Linked DNA regions of Hordeum vulgare: region 2 is linked to region 1. A link is a contact called in public Hi-C data. All regions are on one chromosome and are shown on one strand. The core of a region is the stretch at or near the end of the contact, and the rest is flanking DNA. Distances in the headings are between cores, read along the strand shown.

Region 1 (3,654 bases), core at 74-2,573:
TCTTTAGAAGCCTCGTGATTCGCAGTTCTGGGCAGGCCTGATGGCTACGAAGAAGTTCTTTTTCCCACAAGGATCCTTCTCAATTAGGGATGGGTTGGAAATTCGCTTTTGGGAGGATAAATGTCTAGGTCCATCCACTCTCAAAGAGCAATATCCGGCTTTGTATGCGATTGTGTGCGAAACAAGAGTGACACGATTGCTAAGGTGTTGGGTACCTCCCCACCAAACGTTTCATTTAGGAGAAGTTTACTTGGAACAAGACAAGCATCTTGGAATGCCTTGCTCACCCGATTGGATACCATCCGTCTATCGGAAGGTCTAGATAAATTTCGATGGAATCTTACGAAGAATGGTCAATTCTCAGTTGATTCCATGTATAGAGCATTAATCCTACCCGAAGTACCACTCGATAATAAGGAGAATAACAAAGTTTGGAAGATGAAGATTCTGCTAAAAACTAAGGTGTTTGCATGGTATCTTCGCCGAGATGTTATTCTTACGAGAGATAACCTTGCAAAACGCAATTGGCATGAAAGTAAAAAGTGTGTATTCTGTCAACACGACAAGAGTATTACACACTTGTTCTTTCAGTGCGAGTTCGCTAGGTCTATATGGTCAGCCATCCAAATAGGTTCTACCTTACATCCTCCGACTTCGGCTGCAAACATTTTTGGCAACCGACTGAACGGGGTTGATTCTAGGTTTAAACTATTTTGTAGGATGGAAGCGATTGCCGTTGTTCGCTCGTTGTGGCTATGTAGAAATGACAAGGTTTTTAATGACAAAAATACTTCTGTTATGCAGGTTATTCATCGGTGTACAACAACACTACGAGTCTGGTCGGCCCTGCAGCGTGCGCAACATCGAGACTTATTTTTGGAGGTGACGTTACGTTTGAAGGCAGCGGCTAGGGAGTTATTTTCCCGGCATGGATGGCAGCATAGTCTCCGGATTTATCTACCACCCTGTTAGGCGGCTTCACAAATTCTCATATGTAGTTTGCCATGCTTTTTTTTCAGTTTGTGTACTAGTAAACTTCTATACTTCTTGGTTGTGTGCATCCTTGGTATGCAAAGGCCGGATGTAAATCTTAAAACTCTTAAGTAATAAATTCTTTTTATAAAAAAAAACGATGAACTGAAGTCGTACGTGAGTGTTGCTTTATCTCTAAAACGGACGAAATCCTATTTTAAAAAGAGAAGTAAGCAGTGCAAAGCCCGAAAGTCGTTTCGTACATTGCGAAATATACATTGTATGGTACACCACGCCACTAGTACTGTTTTCTGGTCCGCGTGCCTGCGACGAGCTCTGTTCCTCCTCTGGGTTTTGCCTGGCCACTTCGGCGCCCACCAGCGTACTGCTCCCACGCATGCATGAGCACGATGCGTCCATCGCCCAAGCAAGCAAGCGCGCCGAGCTGATGACGCCGAGCATACCGCACGCACATATCCATTCGCGGTCCCGGCGGTCGATGATCCACTCCTCCTACTGTCACCGTCGCTGTGCACGAGCCATGCATGTAGACGCGCAGGCACAGCAGACGCTCGCCACGCATTCACAGCTGGCGGGCGGGTTAACAATCCGACCTTGTTCGCCTTGTTCGAGTCAAAATACGGCGCCAACTTGCATCATTGCATGTGCCCATCGAGGCAGGGCAAGGCGATGATGCATGCATGCAGCGCCCTTGGGCCTTCGGGGTGCGCTGCGACGCATGCAGCACGCCACCACGGCCGGTCGCAAGATTACAATCAGCTCGGGTGCGTGCGTGCGTGCACCTCCATCATCATCACCATCATCATCCGATCCATGCATGCATGCACGCACACACGATCGCACGTGTGGAACCCCCCTCGCACGTACTGTAGGTACACCCGGTCACGGCGCATGTCCCGCCCTGCACGTGCGACGCCAGGTTACCTGTCGGTGGGAGGTCTGGCTCGGCCAGTATGATGATGATGATGATATGAAATCCTAACTACTGATCGGTAGGAGTACAACAAGCAAGCGCGTGTGCCCCACGTGTCATCGAGCCAAACCGATCGAACCCCGATCTAGCCAAAGAGGTAACCGCGCTGGTAGCTTAGCCAAAAGGACCGGGCAGAGGACAAAGCTACTAATTTACGCAGATTGGCGCTCATCTTGTCGCAGAAAGCATTATGTATGTGCTGCACCGTACTCTTCCCACTTGCACTCCAATATGACAAAAAATCATGCATCGAATGGTAGTACTTCCTTTTGACCAGGAGAGCGTTCATTGGCCATGGCCACCTCACGCGCATAATTGGATACTTATATACGAGTGTTATAAACAAATCAAGCATCTAACGGTCCCAAAAATGACAACATGACAAACGATTTCATATACTACAGTGGCTGCTACTCCTGCTTTTCTTTGAGTACGGGCTGATACTCAAATCACGCATCCACGCTTGCATTGATTGTCATAACATACTGCGGTGTCATTGGGGTGGATCTTGGACTGCTCCCCTCTTCTCCTCGTTGTCAGTTGGCTGTGAGCTGTTGAAGGATTTGACCAGATGATCAAAGCCACGGAGGAGGGCAGGAGGTGCATGTGCCGACTATGATTCGATGGCCCTCTACTGCCCGGGTGCTACCTGCTTCTGCTGCTACTATGAAAAGGCCGGCCGGGACTACCACCTTCGTCGTGCAGGACTGTGCAGATTGTTGCGTCCATTGCCTCTCAATCGCACCCACGGGCCACGAGTTTAGTAGCATATTTCAGTCTTTACACAACAAAAATTCTAGTAGTATTGCTAAAGCTGTGACGAGTAATATGAATTGGAAGGAATACATCTTTTTTCTCATACTATATAGCTGCTCCGTCTCGTCGATCCTAAATCAGGTCGCAGTACTACCTACTGGCCGTTGCACGATCGACATCATAAGCCAGGATTAGCTTAGCTTTTGAGCCGCGGGACGCAACGGATTCTCCCGATTCTTAACTTCACGAGCATCACAGCGAAAGAAATATAGACATCCGTCCAGTATAGCATAATTCAGACAGCAAGCCAGACCAAGTGTCAGTGCCGTTGTAGTTGTAGCCCAACATCAAAGCTACGACAGGAGTTGCCTCTTTCCAGCATCCAGACTCCCGGGCCGTGAATTAACGTAGACACGTCTCATTCGATCGGTTGCTCCCAAGGCCAAAACCTCCGAGACGGCAGCACCACCCTCGTACTTCGCCGCACGCACGCACGCACGAGTGCATGACACGACACAGTCTGCCTTCGTCGTGCCATCGCTGAAACTTGGTAGCATCAATCAACGACAAAAAAAAGAGTACTGTACAAAGAAACTTGCTGATGCATGCATCCGTTCGGTTCATTTCGTGTGCACGTACATGTAACTGGAGTGTACGGTGTAGCTGCATGGACGCTAGATCTGTTGAAAGAGTCCGTACAACCTCGCACGGCTAGTAGTCCAATATACTCTTGGTTTCATGCATCTTGTCCTGCCACCATTTTTTGGGCCAAGAGAAACAATGGCACGCCGGACACACAGGATAACAAGGTTAAAGGTTGTTCATCGGCTCTCTACCGTGCCTGTAGTACTAGCCCCGGATCATCCATGCTATACCGTGCCAGCTTGCGAGTACGTGCCGTTAGTTTGTTCCATGCTTGAGCTAGCTGGAGT
Region 2 (3,427 bases), core at 846-3,345, 340 kb after region 1:
AGCATCGTCGAGGGTGGTCGGGGCTCCATTATAGCGCGACAACATCGTTGAATCCTCCGTCGGGATGCTATGAAGTGCCGCCAAAAGCTGCAATGATCATTGCTAGAGCTACATTGAAGCTTCACCACTGCTCGTCGGCGCTACAATGGCGTGCTCGCCGACGCTCCTGACGCTGCAATGGAGCGACAGACTGGTCATTGCTTGCCCGCGCTGCAATGGATCGCTTGCCAGCTCCCGCCGCCGCAATAGAGCGTTTCATCGACGGTATCGGAGCTGCAATGGAGCTCTCATCGGAGATCTCGCCACTGCTCATCGATGCTCCGGGCGCTGCAACGGAGCAAGTGACGGCCAACGGAGGATGTGGTCAACTGGTCAATTGTGTCGGGAGCAAGCAGTGGCTCGCTGCGATGCAGGATGACAGGAACCGCGAGAGACAAAAGTAACGGTTGTGATGGTACACATCTAACGACAGTGGAGGTGACTTACGTTTCCCTCAAATCAACCGAATGATCCGTAGCAGCCTACAAGATAATTGTACTCCTACACGCAAAGCTAAAAATAAGTTGGATGAATTAGCCACACGGTTTATGATATAAATGCAAAGATTGATGAGTACATATAGCACACCGGATATCAAAGTTGTCGGAATTGCAATTCTGAATTGGATCGAAGCTCTGTCGCTAGGATCGTGAATCGTAGAATCATAACTATCAGGATCGTAGAAACTTAGATTTTATGAGCAAAATCGTAAAATCGGAGGGGCTAGTCTGGATCGTAACATCCTAAGATTCTAAGACTTGGGTCACGATTCTGACAACTTTACCGGATATAATACAAGAGTGTTAATTATAAATAAATAAAAAGTTCAAAAGAATTAAATAAAAGAGACCAATTCGAGAAAAATACTTGACGTGAGATGGCATGATAGCATTACGTGGAAACACGCCTTTGGTGACTACAAAGAAGAGTGTGCGCAAAACGATTTAGGCGCTTTACACTTTAAATCCGGGTGGTGTGATGGGAACCCGGTTGGTTTACAACCCCTCCGGACCATGCAGAAAACATCCTTATGTTTTAAGTGATTTTCACCTGTTAAAATTTATCAACCAATTTCTTAGTCCGACGAGAGCTAGTCGGCAACTCCGTAAAAATAAAGTTGCAATCTTCTGTATGAGATGTTCGGCTCCATATATATTTCACATGTTCCGGATTATAACTTGTATAACATTCTTTTTAAATTAGATGAAAATAGAAATGTTTTATTGTATTTATTCATTTATTTCAGTTCATATGCAGTTCATTGTAAAGACGTATATATCCCTCTATAAAGAAAGCTCTTGTATAATTACACTTACATGGAAAGTTATCTTCGGCTCCCTAGCTCATTTGAACTCGAAATGAACAGTAGAATAATAATAAAAAGAAAATTCATTCATAAAATTCTGATTTTTTTTGGTGCAAACATTGACAAGTTTTTCGTGCACATATCATTTCATCTTGAAAAGTCATTCGTAGAGGCTGTGCTAAAAAATCAAAATCAACACTTGGAAATGTTTTTTTACCACAATTTCCATGAAAGCCATTTCAATATGGAATTTTGGAAGCTCATAAAACTTTTGTCAATATTTTCATTAAAAAAATCAGAAATTTTTGGATTTGTTATTTTATTTTATTGTTCGCCGAGCTCAAAAGAGCTTGAGCTAAGAAACTACACTTCCCACTTACATGTGCTTTTAACTAGCCCTGCTTGATAATACTATGTTTTTTACAGTACCGCCTTGGGACTCCATTGCCATTAAAACGAAAATGAAAAAGAAAATGCACGCACATGCATGCCTTCCATCTTCTGCATACCGAGCTCACAATCTACCACCATGATTTCTATGAATGACCAAACAAACGCAAAGTTGAAAAGATCCAGCCGGTCAAACAGGGAACGGGAAAGCGGCTTTATTAGTAGTGGCGCGATGATGAGGTTACGGCCGCACCCGTGCGCCTCGGCGTGTCGCATATTTGGGCTATGAAGTGGAGAGCATACCCCCGTGTGGGTGCGGTGGGCCCCACCGTCGACGCCACCACACCGTATCCGTTTTCCATCACCCCGCGAGTCTGTCCATCGGTTTGGCTGACGTGCGCGGCCCGACGCCGGGGCCCGCCCTTCAGTGGGGCTGGCGTTTCCGTGGACGCCTGATTGGACAAGTCGCTGGAAAATGTTTTTTGGGCAACGGGGCCCCGCGTCGTGACCCAGCACGTGCGCCTGTCGCTGGACCACCGGCGAGAGACGCCCCTGGCCGTTTGATTCAGATTCTGGTTGATATCGTCCGTCCGCAGGGGGGGCGGGGTGGGGCCCGCGCGTCTGTGGCCGAGCACTGTCGTTGGGTGGGGTGGTGGGTGTGCCGGGTACGCGCAATCTGCCGTTAGATCGCCCCCGCCCACTTTGTCTTTGCTGACGGGAAAAAACTGGTTACGTTACGCGACGCTGTTCCATGCGTGCGTAGTGACCACTGACCAGTCACGCCATTTGCTGTTTCTTTGACCTGATCGGCCCAAAGCGAACCGGATTTGATTGCCACCGTACATCTTCTGTGCGTACCTCGCCGTAACGTAGTCCTAGTACTAGCATAGCTCGTTTTTTCAAAGGTTTAGCCTAGGGTTCGTTGGGTAAAAAAGTTTAGCCCGGGGTTTTTCGGTCGTCAAGCTCTGTGCTGCCATGAGGGCATGTACGTGGCATTTTCATGTTTATAATGGGTTATCTTTTAGGTTTATCTTCAATAACTAGGCAAGACATATTATGCTAAGAAATTATGTCTTGTCATAAATCTTTTTTATGATTTTTCTCTCTTTCACCTTATCATTTAGAAACAATTCTTTATTTAGTATTATCTTAAATTTCGTTTTCTTTTTTGACATTGAACAATTGTTTCTTTCCTATATAATAACGAGTCTAAATTTTATGTCCTTTATGATATTTTTGTTCATTTTAAGCCTAAATGACATCTGAAAAGACTCTTTTAGCCCTCATGTGATATGTGTGTGATGGACAGTAGCACGCATAATATCAATGCGGATAGTAGCACACACAACGACTGTAAGACACACGCAACAACACACACATTAGCACATACATAACATCACACAAACACGAGCGTACACATGTAACCATGCACACACACACACAACACACACACACACACACACACACACGACGCACACACGCGGCGCACGTGGCACACACACATACTAGCACGCACGCACGCGCGCGCACACACACACACAACACCACACACAAGTAGCAGCTCATGCAGCAACGCACGCGCGTAGCAACGCATGAAGTAGCACACGCGCGCACACACAAACACGTAGCAACACACACGCAATATCAATAGCATGCATGTGCACGCCCGCACACACGCAACAACACAGACAC

What was found. Hi-C and Micro-C count contacts between places; a contact is called where the count stands out from the background.
Region 2: a contact with region 1 is called in a Hi-C map of seedling, with 1.9 times the contacts expected there. The contact joins two enhancer-like sites. A contact is called at or near these places in 3 of 6 Hi-C or Micro-C datasets (leaf and seedling).

What each region holds. Positions count from the first base shown.
Region 1 is chr3H:464,410,393-464,414,046 of MorexV3_pseudomolecules_assembly, forward strand. No RefSeq gene overlaps it. Among protein-coding and RNA genes, the nearest start is that of LOC123440176, 160 kb to the left of the region's middle. Within about 2 kb of position 1,324, at least 3 of the 3 cell types and tissues checked have open chromatin away from gene starts, as enhancers often do. A contact at or near this core is called in leaf and seedling, where this site is marked.
Region 2 is chr3H:464,748,211-464,751,637 of MorexV3_pseudomolecules_assembly, forward strand. No RefSeq gene overlaps it. Among protein-coding and RNA genes, the nearest start is that of LOC123440177, 35 kb to the right of the region's middle. Within about 2 kb of position 2,096, at least 3 of the 3 cell types and tissues checked have open chromatin away from gene starts, as enhancers often do. A contact at or near this core is called in leaf and seedling, where this site is marked.